3 separate regions of the Mus musculus genome follow, and regions 2 and 3 are each linked to region 1. A link is a contact called in public HiChIP or PLAC-seq and capture Hi-C data. All regions are on one chromosome and are shown on one strand. The core of a region is the stretch at or near the end of the contact, and the rest is flanking DNA. Distances in the headings are between cores, read along the strand shown.

What was found. HiChIP or PLAC-seq counts read pairs in DNA pulled down with a chosen protein or histone mark. Capture Hi-C pulls out chosen DNA fragments and counts their contacts.
Region 2: a contact with region 1 is called in an H3K4me3 HiChIP or PLAC-seq map of bone marrow-derived macrophages, with 4 times the contacts expected there. The contact joins the promoter of Mast1 here to the promoter of Zfp791 in region 1. A contact is called at or near these places in 1 of 115 datasets of contacts at active chromatin or transcription factors (bone marrow-derived macrophages) and 2 of 9 other capture datasets (adipose tissue and liver).
Region 3: a contact with region 1 is called in a capture Hi-C map of embryonic stem cells, with 2.4 times the contacts expected there. The contact joins the promoter of Mylk3 here to the promoter of Zfp791 in region 1. A contact is called at or near these places in 2 of 39 promoter capture datasets (embryonic stem cells and stem cell-derived epiblast-like cells), 1 of 484 Hi-C or Micro-C datasets (nephron progenitors) and 2 of 9 other capture datasets (embryonic stem cells and pancreatic islet).

What each region holds. Positions count from the first base shown.
Region 1 is chr8:85,117,478-85,121,226 of GRCm38.p6, reverse strand. It overlaps Zfp791 (zinc finger protein 791), which reads left to right and starts at 1,536. Exons shown (of 4, transcript NM_001357366.1): 1 at 1,536-1,592. The coding sequence starts at 1,590.
Region 2 is chr8:84,934,560-84,938,622 of GRCm38.p6, reverse strand. Mast1 (microtubule associated serine/threonine kinase 1) reads left to right here and starts at 1,270. Exons shown (of 26, transcript NM_019945.2): 1 at 1,270-1,428; 2 at 2,829-2,917; 3 at 3,304-3,379. The coding sequence starts at 1,346.
Region 3 is chr8:85,362,908-85,366,680 of GRCm38.p6, reverse strand. Mylk3 (myosin light chain kinase 3) reads left to right here and starts at 1,357. Exons shown (of 13, transcript NM_175441.5): 1 at 1,357-1,992. The coding sequence starts at 1,507.

The DNA.
Region 1 (3,749 bases), core at 287-2,786:
AACTCTTTTAAAGGTAAACATTAATTGGGGTTGGCTAAAGTCTTAGAGGTTCAGTCCACTATCATCATGGTGGGAAACATGGTATTCACAGCATGGGGTGCAGGCAGACATGGTACTGGAGGATCCAAGAATTCTATTCAACATCTTGATCTGAAGACAGCAGAAGGGGACTGGAGTTTGAAGGTTTCTGAGACCTTTGGGATGTTTTGAAGGTGTGAGAGAGGTTTCAGCTGAGATTTCAGCTGAGGATGAAAATCAGCTGGGTGCTTTCTCTGCCTCCCTGAGCCAGCAGGCTTTCATCCAGGCATCTGGCTTCTGTGTCTTCATTGGTAAAATCAAACAATTGAGATTTTGTTAAAAACAACAAATATCTGTAATTACAATACTAGGGAGCCTGAGGCAGAAGGGTCCTGGGTTCTAGGGTAGCCTGAGCTACAGTACCAGCCCTTGTTACATAGCAGAGAAACAGAGAAAGAAAGCTACACTCATTCTGAGGTTGTCCAATTCAAATGTCAGACCAGAGTAGGGGGGTTCCTTTTTAAAACCTGGATCTGTGAAGATGGGGAAACTATGAAGCAAATCCTGACCATATGTACCAGGGAGACTTTTTTGTTTGTTTGTGGGGATGGATGGTTTCACAATGGTTAAGCACTGAACTATACCCTCAAGTTCACTTTATTTTTATACAGGGTCTCATGCAGCCCAGGCTGGCCTTGAACAAATTACAGATGCCTGAATTCCTGATCATGCTTCAGCTCCCAATCTCTGGGATTGCAAAGTGCATTGCCGTTCCCGGCTGCAGGGTTCCTTTAAAAGAGTGTCGGGCTGGAGAGATGGTTCAGTGGTTAAGAGCACCAACTGCTCTTCCAAAGGTCCTGAGTTCAAATCCCAGCAACCACATGGTGGCTCACAACCACCGGTAATGAGATCTGACGCCCTCTTCTGAAGTGTCTGAAGATAGCTACAGTGTACTTACACATAATAAATAAATAAATAAATAAATAAATAAATAAATAAATAAATAAATAAATAAATAAATAAATCTTTAAAAAAAAAAAAGTGTCTGCAGGCCAAGCAGTGGCAATGGCCTTTAATCCTGCACTCAGGAGGCACGGGCAGACAGATAAATTTCTGTTAGAGTCTAGCCTGGTCTACAGAGCGAGTTTCAGGACAGTCAGGGCTACGCAGAGAAACCCTGCCTTAAAAAACAAAGTGTCTATGGCAAACAACCATGATTTCAGGAATAGCCTCCATCCCTGGAAGGCTTTCTTCCTCTTGTAAACACTATAAACTACTCCGGATAACGCTAGATGTCGCACCATCTGGAAACCGAGAATATTTGCATTCCCTTATTCAGAAGCGGCTGCAGAAAGACGTCCGGGTCTCACCAGAACAACTTAAACGCAGAAGCCCCAGCTTAAGCCCTCGGCTACCTGGTCAATCAGGAAAGGTGACTCCCTTAAGGCGGGGAGTGGGCGTGGCCATGTTATGCACATGCGCGGGACATTGTATAAATCTGTTCAGACTAAGTGACAGACAAGTGTGATTTCCTTGAGACAAGGAGAAGCATTGATCGGTGAAGGCCTGCCATGGTGAGTGCGGCTGCCCCCCACCCACCCAAGGGGATAGGGGAGGGAAGGAGAAAGGGGGAGGGCTGTTGATTCTATCCGGCCGAGCAGTGGCCAGCCCCGCAGGAGCGCAGGAGCGGTGTTTCGGGCGCGGGACTCCCGAGTCCTGCAGGTCTGTGACCGGATTTGGGCACTGGAAGAGCTACGCTTGTGCGGCCAGGGCCTCCGCTCGCCCCAGGGTCACTGGTACCACTCGGTCTTATGAAGGTGTTGGACACAGCCACCGACTTGAGGCCTTGCCCTCTAGTCTAGTCTTTCTAGGGCTAGAAGTAAATCTCTAAATTTCCACAGCCTTCGCTAATTTCTAAACCTCAGCTTCTTCCCACTCCGGTTTAGAACAGAACTTAGTGATCTCTGAGTGGCCTAAGTGGTGCATTCACAAGCGCAGTGTTTAGATACTGTAACCCTCGTTGGGGCTGAAGAGATGGCTCAGCGGTTAAGAGTACTTGAGGCTCTCAAGGAAAGGGCTTCTGTTCCCAGCACCCATATGGTGGTTCGCAACCAACCTTAGCTCCAGATATAAGAGACTCTACACTTCTGACCACCTTGGGCACAAGGCACAGAGGTGGTACAAATACATATATGCAGCATTCATGCACCTGAAATAAAATAAGTCCAGAGAGAGAGAAAGAGAGAGAGAGAGAGAGAGAGAGAGAGAGAGAGAGAGAGAGAGAGAGCAAGCAAAACCCTGGCTCGCCAGGCCTATAATCCTGGCAGGAAGCCGAAGCAGAGAGATCACTTCAAGTTTGATTCTACCTTAGGCTACATAATAAATTCCAGGCCAATGTGAGACCCTGTCTCCAAGAAAGAAAGGCTAGAGAGATGGTTCAGTGGCTAGGCTGAGAGCACTCTGCCCTTACAGAAGTCTTGGGTTCAGTTCCAGTAGCTAACCAGTAACTCCAGAGTTCCAGGGGATATGATACCTCCTTCTGGCCTCTGATACCTTCTTCTTACCTGCAGGGGTGCGCTCTCTCTGGCGCTCTCTCTCTCTCTCTCTCTCTCTCTCTCTCTCTCTCTCTCTCTCTCTCTCTCTCTCTCTCTCTGTGTGTGTGTGTGTGTGTGTGTGTGTGTGTGTGTGTGTGTGTGTGTGTGTGTGTGTGTGAGTTTGTTTTTGTTTTTGTTTTTTTCTGAGACAGGGTTTCTGGCTGTCCTGGACTCTTAATAAACCAGGCTGCCAGGTTGACCCAGACTCACAGTTCCGCCTGCCCCTGCCTCCCTAGAGCTGGAATTAAAGGTGTGGGCTACCACACCTGGCTCACACAGCCTTACTACATAACCTTGGCTGTTCTGAAACTCACTGTGTAGTACAGGCTGACCTTGAACTCAGATCTACTTGCCTCTACCTTTCAAGTGCTGGGATTAGAGGCGTGTGCCCCCCCCCCATGCCCAACTTTTTTTTTTTTTAAGATTGTTTTATGTATGTGAGTATACTGTTGCTGTCTTCAGACACACCAGAAGAGGCATCAGTCCCCATTACAGATGGATGTGAGCCACCATGTGGGTGCTGGGAATTGAACTCAGGACCTCTGGAAGAGCAGTCAGTGCTCTTAATCACTAAGCCATTTCTCCAGCCCAATGCCCAACTTTTGGTTTTGCTCTTCTTTTCTTTTTTTTTCTTTCTTTTTCTTTTTCTCTCTTTTTTCAAGACAGGGTTTTTCTGTGTAGCCCTGGCTGTCCTGGAACTCACTCTGTAGACCAGGCTGGACTCAAACTCAGAAATCCACCTGCCTCTGCCTCCCAAGTGCTTGGATTAAAGGTGGGCACCACCACTGCCCAGCTCCAATGCCCAACTTTTTAAGTACTTCTCAACAAACCCAACCCTACTGAGTTATAACTCCCTGAAGTGCCTCGATTTTTATTTGTCTCAGAAAGACATTTTCTCTATTTTTTTTTCAGTGTGGGAGCTCAAAGCCATTGCCTTTTGCAGATGCTATAGCACTGAGCCACATTCTCCTGCCCTCGTTCATATTCTGGAGGAAAGGTCTTATCTTTGTTGCCTAGGCAACAAATCTGGTGGGACTGCGCTGCCTCAGCTTCCTGGTCATTTGGGTCTACAAATGCAAACCTGACATTTCTCTCAAAACCAACACTTTTTAGATTTACTTATTTTACTCATAGGAG
Region 2 (4,063 bases), core at 21-2,520, 180 kb after region 1:
GCTTTCTCTTGGAATGTTGCTTGCCTTACACAATGTGGGTCTTAGGAATATACCTCAAGTCACCAAGCTTCTTGGTCACTAGATCCTCAAGCCAGGCAGTGGTGTCACACGCCTTTAATCCCAGCACTTGGGAGGCAGAGGCAGGTGAATTTCTGAGTTCAAGGCCAGACTGGTCTACAGAGTGAGTTCCAGAACAGCCAGGGTTACACAGAGAAAACTTGTCTCAAAAAACAAAACAAAGAAAGAGAGAGAGAGAGAGAGAGAGAGAGAGAGAGAGAGAGAGAGAGAGAATTTTTCGGTTTAGGGTATAGTTCAATTGGGAGAGCGCACTGCACAAAAGCTTGGCTGATAAACAGGGTGTGGTGGAGGGTGGAACATGCCTGTGACATCAGTGCAGAGAACCTGTAGGCAGAATCAGATGATCAAGGTTACCCCTCAGCTACTCAGCAAGTTCAAAGCCAGCCTGGACTTCCTGAGACCCTGTCCGGAACAAAGGACAATGTTTTACAAACACTGTCGTGGAGGCTCACAGTTGTGATCTGAACATTTGGAAGGTGAGGCAGCACTATCTCAGTTGGAGGGCAGCATGTGTGACGTAATGAGCTCCAAGCCATCCTGAGATATATGAGATTCTGTCTTGTCAAAAAGCCAAGTAAGTAGGGCGGTGGTGGCGCACGCCTTTAATCCCAGCACTTGTGAGGCAGAGGCAGGCGGATTTCTGAGTTCAAGAAGGCCAGTCTGGTCTACAAAGTGAGTTCCAAGACAGCCAGAGCTAGACAGAGAAACCCTGCCTCGAAAAACCAAAAAAAAAAAAAAAAAAAAAAAAAAAAGCCAAGTAAAACTTTATTTGCATGAACTTGTTTTTAGATGCCCAGTTGGGTCTATTTCTTGTGTAATTGAGCCTGTTTTGGTTACTGGGAATCGGGAGAGGAATCAGGAAGGCAAGGGTGACATGGTGATGCTGATGAAGCTCAGGTGAACGGAGAGGCATCGTGGGCAGTGGCCACTGTCCACGCTGACCTTCATCTTTTTTACCCCCTTTTCTTCCAGAAGGATTTACCCCTGCCCCGGAAAAGCAGCAGGTGAGCCTTGGGGGAGAGGTGCATTGGGATGAGGCCCCCAGGTAGGGCATCAGGCGTGCACACGGGCGGGGCCTCGCGCGGCGACACCCCGCAGCGCCCCCTCGCGACTGGCTGCAGCAACAGGGCCCTCCCCTCCCCCGCCTTCCCCTGGCCGCTGCTGCGGCTCCAGCCTCCGCCCAGCACACTCGCTCCCCGCGCTGCCGCTGCCGCTGCCTCTGCTGCTGCTGCCGCCGCACCTGCCACCATGTCGCCGCCGCCGGGTCATGTCTGACTCTCTCTGGACCGCGCTTTCCAATTTCTCGATGCCCTCCTTCCCCGGCGGCAGCATGTTTCGCCGCACCAAGAGGTAGACCCCCAACCCCTAGACCCTGTCCGGGACCTCCGGGTGAAGCCACCCTGCCGGCTGCTGCGGCAGGGCGGGGCCGGGATGCTGCTAGCTGTCCAGCTGCGCCAGAGGTGTCCGCGCTGTGCCCTCCCGCAGGGGATGGGGTTAAACGCGGACAGTGCGGGGCGTGCTGCGGGGGGAGACTGAAAAGGCCTGAGATGGGGAAAGGGGTCGTGCCTGCGGGGGGTTGCAGCGCCTTTGTTTGCAGACGCTGTGGGCTCAGGCGGCCTGGTGGGGGTAGGGGAATGCGGGGAGGGGGGCCTTGGCACCCTCAGAACAATAGCCGCAGCTTGGTTCCCCCCCGCCCCCATCTGCGTGCTCTTGGACAAGCTAATATGCTCAGTCACTGCGGCTGAGAGCGAGGGGGCTAGAGCGAGTGGGGGCTCTTCTTACCCAGCTGCTAGGCAGAGGAAGGGGGGGTCTTTATCACTGCAAGAAGCCTCCCAACTCGAACACATCCTCACACTGAAAATAGTGACACAGCGTCACACAGAACATGACCACACACATACAACCCTAGTGACTCCCATACACTGGGAGGCACCGCATATACTCAGCCACAGGTCAAAGCCATGCACAAATAGGGTCACCTCCCGTGTCACACACAGACACACACGCGCACACACACATCGTGTTCTCCTAGTAAAATGTCACACGCATGACTACCCACCAAAACAACGTTCCCATCCAAGATACATAGATCCAATTTCAGAATGAGACAACCATACGCCTAACAACATCACAGCATCTGTGTCACATTGACACCAAGATAAACAGACATAGGGACTCCTGCAAAAGCAGGGACACACAATCACATAGCAGATACCCGTGTGGTACATGGCTGCATGCTTGGATGCACCCGTTGTCACAGGGTGTTAAATCCACACACAGTAGATGTTGAACACACACAGCCAGCATCTCTCATGCTGATAACCCCAACTGACATCGGCACATCTGCAGCTTTCTGCCTTCATGCACCATGCTGGAGTTACACAGTCATGAACAAGCTGTGTTTCCCACTGCATCACCCACACAGAAGGATGTACCATCACACAGAGAACATACATGACACACTAGTGTCATTCAGTGTAGATCTCATACAGTGGATGCCGCATGTGAATGCTATGGGCAGACTCAAGGACACAGACATTCAGGGTCACCAGTGGTATCACCGTTGACTATCAGGCTATAGCTGACACAAACCTCACAGAGCTGCACAGGAGTCACACTCTACCCTCGATGTAGCACATACTGGCTGCTGCTTGGAAGAGAATTGAGGACCTGAAATGGAAGAGTGGCCGCATAGGCTCACACTCAAAGCTCTGGGGTCTCTGTTGACACCCGCTCTCCTTCCCTGGCAGTTGCCGTACCAGCAACCGGAAAAGCCTCATCCTGACAAGCACTTCTCCGACTCTACCGCGACCCCACTCCCCGCTGCCGGGCCACTTAGGTGAGATAAGGATGCAGCTGGGGTCAGTGTGGATGTAGACCATGGGAGGCGGGGCCACAGCAGGGGCGTGGCCATTTCTGTATGGGCATGGCCACTCTGGATTGATGGTGGGGGTGCACTCAGTTTAGAGGATGCTGATTGAACAAGGGTAGAGGCAGAAAGGAGGAACCGTAGCTGAAAGTCGGAGCCCTCTTAGAGGAGGCCAAACGGGCACCAAGGTGAGTTCAGTGACTCGAGATCCTTCTCAAAAAAAATGTTTAGAGAGGCAGGGCCACTGCAAAAGGGGCGTAGCCTACTCTACATGCTCGGGCCTACATTAGAAGAGCGAGCTGTCCCTGGCAACCTATTTTGGTGATCAGATCTTAAATCCCTCCATTATCCTGCAGGTAGCAGTCCTTTGGACAGCCCCCGCAACTTCTCTCCCAACACTCCCGCCCACTTCTCGTTTGCTTCTTCCCGAAGGTGAGTCCCTCCCCTGAGGGCCCCAGAACTCGGTGCGATTCTCCCCATCCACCGTCTGGGCCGCCATCTGTTCTTGTCCTAATTGCACCCGAGTAGCCTCTGGGGACCAGTGGAAAGGCCTCAATGTCCTAGCTCGAAAAGCTACTAGAATTCAAGGTGGAGCCTATAAAAAGGTGGAGCCAATCACTGGTGTAGAATGGAGAGGAGCTGTAAGTGGAGGGAAACTGCTTCTGCTCTGGGGCCCCAGAGTCGGCCTCCTCCTAGCCTCGTGCGCTTGGCCGAGCGTTTCCATAGCAACAGAACAGGGCTGTCAAGATGAGGTGCGCAAGCGCACACTGCACCGAGCCCATCAAGGGCCTCAGTCCCTCCATACTGGGAAAGTGGCTAGGACATTTTTCTCAACCTTTCCAAAGGCAAGATATTGCGTTTGCCCCCAAGGTTTTTGGTGGAATTAAATGAATCTTCTTGGGGAACATAATGAAAAGTCGGGAGGGGCAGAGAGTTCCTGCTTTCTGTGGAGAAACTTTAAAAGATTCATTGAGATCTTTGGAGCATGAGAATCGATGATGCTTTTTCTTAACTGTATTCATGGCTAAGGAACGGCTAGGAACTAGACATGTGGGGTGAAGGACACATCGTTTCTGTCCTTAGCATGGTGAGGGGAGGGTGAGGCAGTAAAAAAGA
Region 3 (3,773 bases), core at 108-2,607, 250 kb before region 1:
GCCTCCTTGTTCTCTGTGACACTAGAGAGCTTGGAACCTGAGACACTGTTGTCTGATTTGTTCATTATCATCATTACAGGGAGCCAGGAGGTCGCTGGTATATGTCGGCAGAGGGTATTTTTTTTTAAAGGAACATGACTTGTGGGGTTGCATTTCGTGAGTACGCTAGATTGTTGTTTCTCAGATCTGTGTTTAGGTAGGGGTCCCACGAGCATGTTTGCTAGAGGCATGAGCTGTAGACTTTCCCCACAGGCAGTCCAAATCCACGTATCATGGACCATCCAAACAGGGAACAGCAACAGAAAGCTCATTTTTAGTTTGCAGACACATTAACATTTCATGATGGTTAAAGGCCGAGCTCGATGGCGGGGCTTCATAGGTTACTCTGCCTTCGTCTTGCCTTGTGTTGGGAATTAAATGTGTGTGTGGCTGTGGGATTCCGTCTCCTCAGCGCCTGGAGTTCTGAAAACCCCTTTGCATAGTCTAGCTGAGGAGATGCTCCCGTAGGGATAATAAATCACAGAGGAGTTTACTTTAAGACAGTTTGTTAGTATGCATACTTTTATCCTTTTTTAGAGATCAAAGTGAATTTGTATGTAAATGAGGACATGTTTTTCTGCATTTTATTCTATTCTATTTTGTTTGTTTGTTTTCAAAACAGGGTTTCTCTGTATAGCCCTGGCTGTCCTGAAATTCTCTCTGTTAGACCAGGCTAGCCTCTAACTCCCAGAAATCAGCCTGCCTCTACCTCTCAATTGCTAGGATTAAAGGCGTGCACCAACAGCACCCTGTTATTTTTCTTTTAAATTAAATTGCAATTATATAATTTCCCTTTTCTTTTTCCTCCATCCAATCCCTCTCAGTTCCTCTCAAATTCGTTTTCTTTATTGTTATTATTATATGTATAAAAACACATAAATCTATAAATACAATTTACTGGTTTATTTAGCGTTAGTTGTATGCATATTATTTCAGGGCCGACCACTTGGTATGGGATAACCAATTAGGGCTCATCCCTGGGGAAGACTAATTCTCAGCTTTCCTTGGTTGTCTCCAGTTCTTTGTTTAAGGGTTGGGTCTCATGGATTCCCCTTCCCTGTTTGCATGTTAAAAGACATTTTTCTTCCATTCTTTAGCAAGAACTATATGAGCCCCAGCCTTCTCTGGGCAGACTCTTAAAATATCTGCAGTCAGCAGCCTCTTAAAGAGGAATGTTAATTGTTACCATGATGTCAAAGAGGCCCCAGGAGAAGGGCCTGGGCCAAACTCAGCCTGTCACTCTCTCAGTGGCTGAGTGCGAGATAGACAAGGCAGAAACACAGAGAACTTGGCCCTCTCCGTTCCCCCAAACAGCTCAGTCAGGAGGGCAGGCTGAGGCTCTGCAGCAAGGCTCTTACCAGCGGAGGACAATGGCCTTCCAGATGTTAGCACCAAAGTGAAAGGCAGATCCGCAGATCCGTGGTGCTGCAGGTTCCTTGCCTTTGTCCTTAGCAAACCCGAATTGGGATGTCAGGAGTTTCAGAGGAGGACCCAGAGGGTCTGGCCCCCCAGGGTCTGCCAGCATTGGGCGGAGCCTGCTTAGCCACCATGGACAAAAAACTTAATGTGCTGACTGAGAAGGTCGACAGACTCTTGCATTTCCAAGAAGATGTCACAGAGAAGCTGCAGTGTGTGTGCCAAGGCATGGATCACCTGGAACAAGATCTGCATCGGCTGGAGGCCTCCCGGGAGTTGAGTCTGGCAGGGTCTGGCAGCACTCCCCCAACCACGGCTCAGGCCGCATGGCCTGAGGTCCTGGAGCTGGTGAGGGCTGTGCGGCAGGAGGGTGCCCAGCATGGTGCCAGGCTCGAAGCCCTCTTCAAGATGGTGGTGGCTGTGGACAGGGCTATTACTTTGGTAGGGTCCACATTCCAGAATTCCAAGGTGGCTGATTTCATCATGCAAGGAACCGTGCCCGGGAGAAAAGGCAGTCTGGCCGATGGCCCGGAGGAGGTTGGTTCTGGATTCCCTGACCTGGCTGGAGTGGTTTCCGGAGACCCTGATGGGGAACTGGGACAGGAAATGGTTCTTAGGAGAGCTGGAGACAGTGTTTCCTTGTGTATTCTGTGTCTTGTTGTAGAGGAAATGAAAGGTGGAAATTTAAAGACCATAGATGGATTTCCACATAGTCCAGTGATCCCCACTCTCTTCAAAAACAAAAAGAATGAGGTGGTGATCCAGTCAGAATGGATCCTTGGGCAACTCCAGGCAACCGACCGAGACATGAGGGACAAACTAGCTGTGAGAGTGCTGAGGTCTGAGCTCAGGGAGAGGAAGGAGAGGAGAAAGAGGGAATGGGGAGCGGTGCTGATTTAATGACTTGTAGAGCTGTCGGGTCAAGTGCTCTCTCTCTTTGTCTGAGGATTCACATCATTCTAACTTCTTTCCTCTATTTCCCTTTTCATTTTTTCCTTCTCCCGACTAGAGAGCCTGAACCCAGTCTTGTAGTTACTAAAGCTACATCCTCAAGGCTTTGAACATTGTTAATAATTTCTTTTATAAATAATTTACATAAATTTTATGAATCCTGGATCATTAGTTCCAACCCCTGTTTCCTTAAAACAGAAACTAAGCACAAAGCAAAAGCACATTTCCTTATAGTTTTTACATGACCTGCTCTTCACGGGAGGCTGGGCACGGTGCTCTCGGTTTCCTAGTACTGCAGACAGCAGCCTTTAGTAACTACTTTCATGTAAGAACAGAAGGTGACAGACTACTAACGGATGGAATATGGTTTAAAACCTTTTACATTTTCAGTGAACTGCCTGTTCATGAACTTTCCTATTTTGTTTTACACCTTTCCCTTTTTTTATTTATAAAAGGTATTTATAGAATAATAGAATTAACTGCACTCTGTAACTATATAAGCATTTGAGAACAGGGGAAGTCATAGTCATGTCTTTTCATGTTTGCCATGGTGTATACATGAGGTGACGGTCAGTGCTGGTGGTCAGTACAATGCCTGTCTGCATTGCCCCGCTGTCTCTCCCTGGTCTTTTTGTTTAACTCTCATTATCAGTGACTGCCTGCTGGTTTGCGTTCTATCTTTCAGTTAGAATGTCAGATTTTAACTGGATCATGACATGAAGTTTTTAACTTGTCAAGGATGAACGTGCAGTTCAGAGAACTCTGTGAACTGAGGCTCAGCCACGGGTCTTTAACATATTCTTACTGCCCAAATCTAGACTCCAGAGACATCTAGAGACCCCCTATTTGTCTCGTAAGAGAGTAGGAGTGTAGTAATATGTAGAACTGAACTACACCCTGACATTGTTAAGTCTGGAAACCATGTCAGGGCTTGGTTACTTTCTTATATTATATTATGGTAGTGATGCTGGGGACTGAACGCAGGGCTTCACGTATACAACACAGGTGGCCTGCCTTTGAACTATAGTCCCAGAATACCACCTACCACCTGCCTCATCTTCTAAAGTGCTCACTAACCTTAATTTGGTTGTAATAATGAATTAGATTACCATAAGAAGCCAGCTGCCTTCATCTTTGGGCTCAATTGCAGGTGGGCCCAACACAGCCAGGCTTTAGGACATCAGCCCTCATAAATGGATGGGCACAGAAACCATCCTGTACAGAAGAAAAGGAGGAAAAGGACAGATTGAGCCAACAGGGTCTGCCTCAGGACAGCCTGTACAAGTTGGCCTCTACTGATGGAGAAGTCTGTGGAAAAGCCTCTAGTTTCCAAAACAGGAGTAGCAGGATAGATCCTGCAGAGGAAG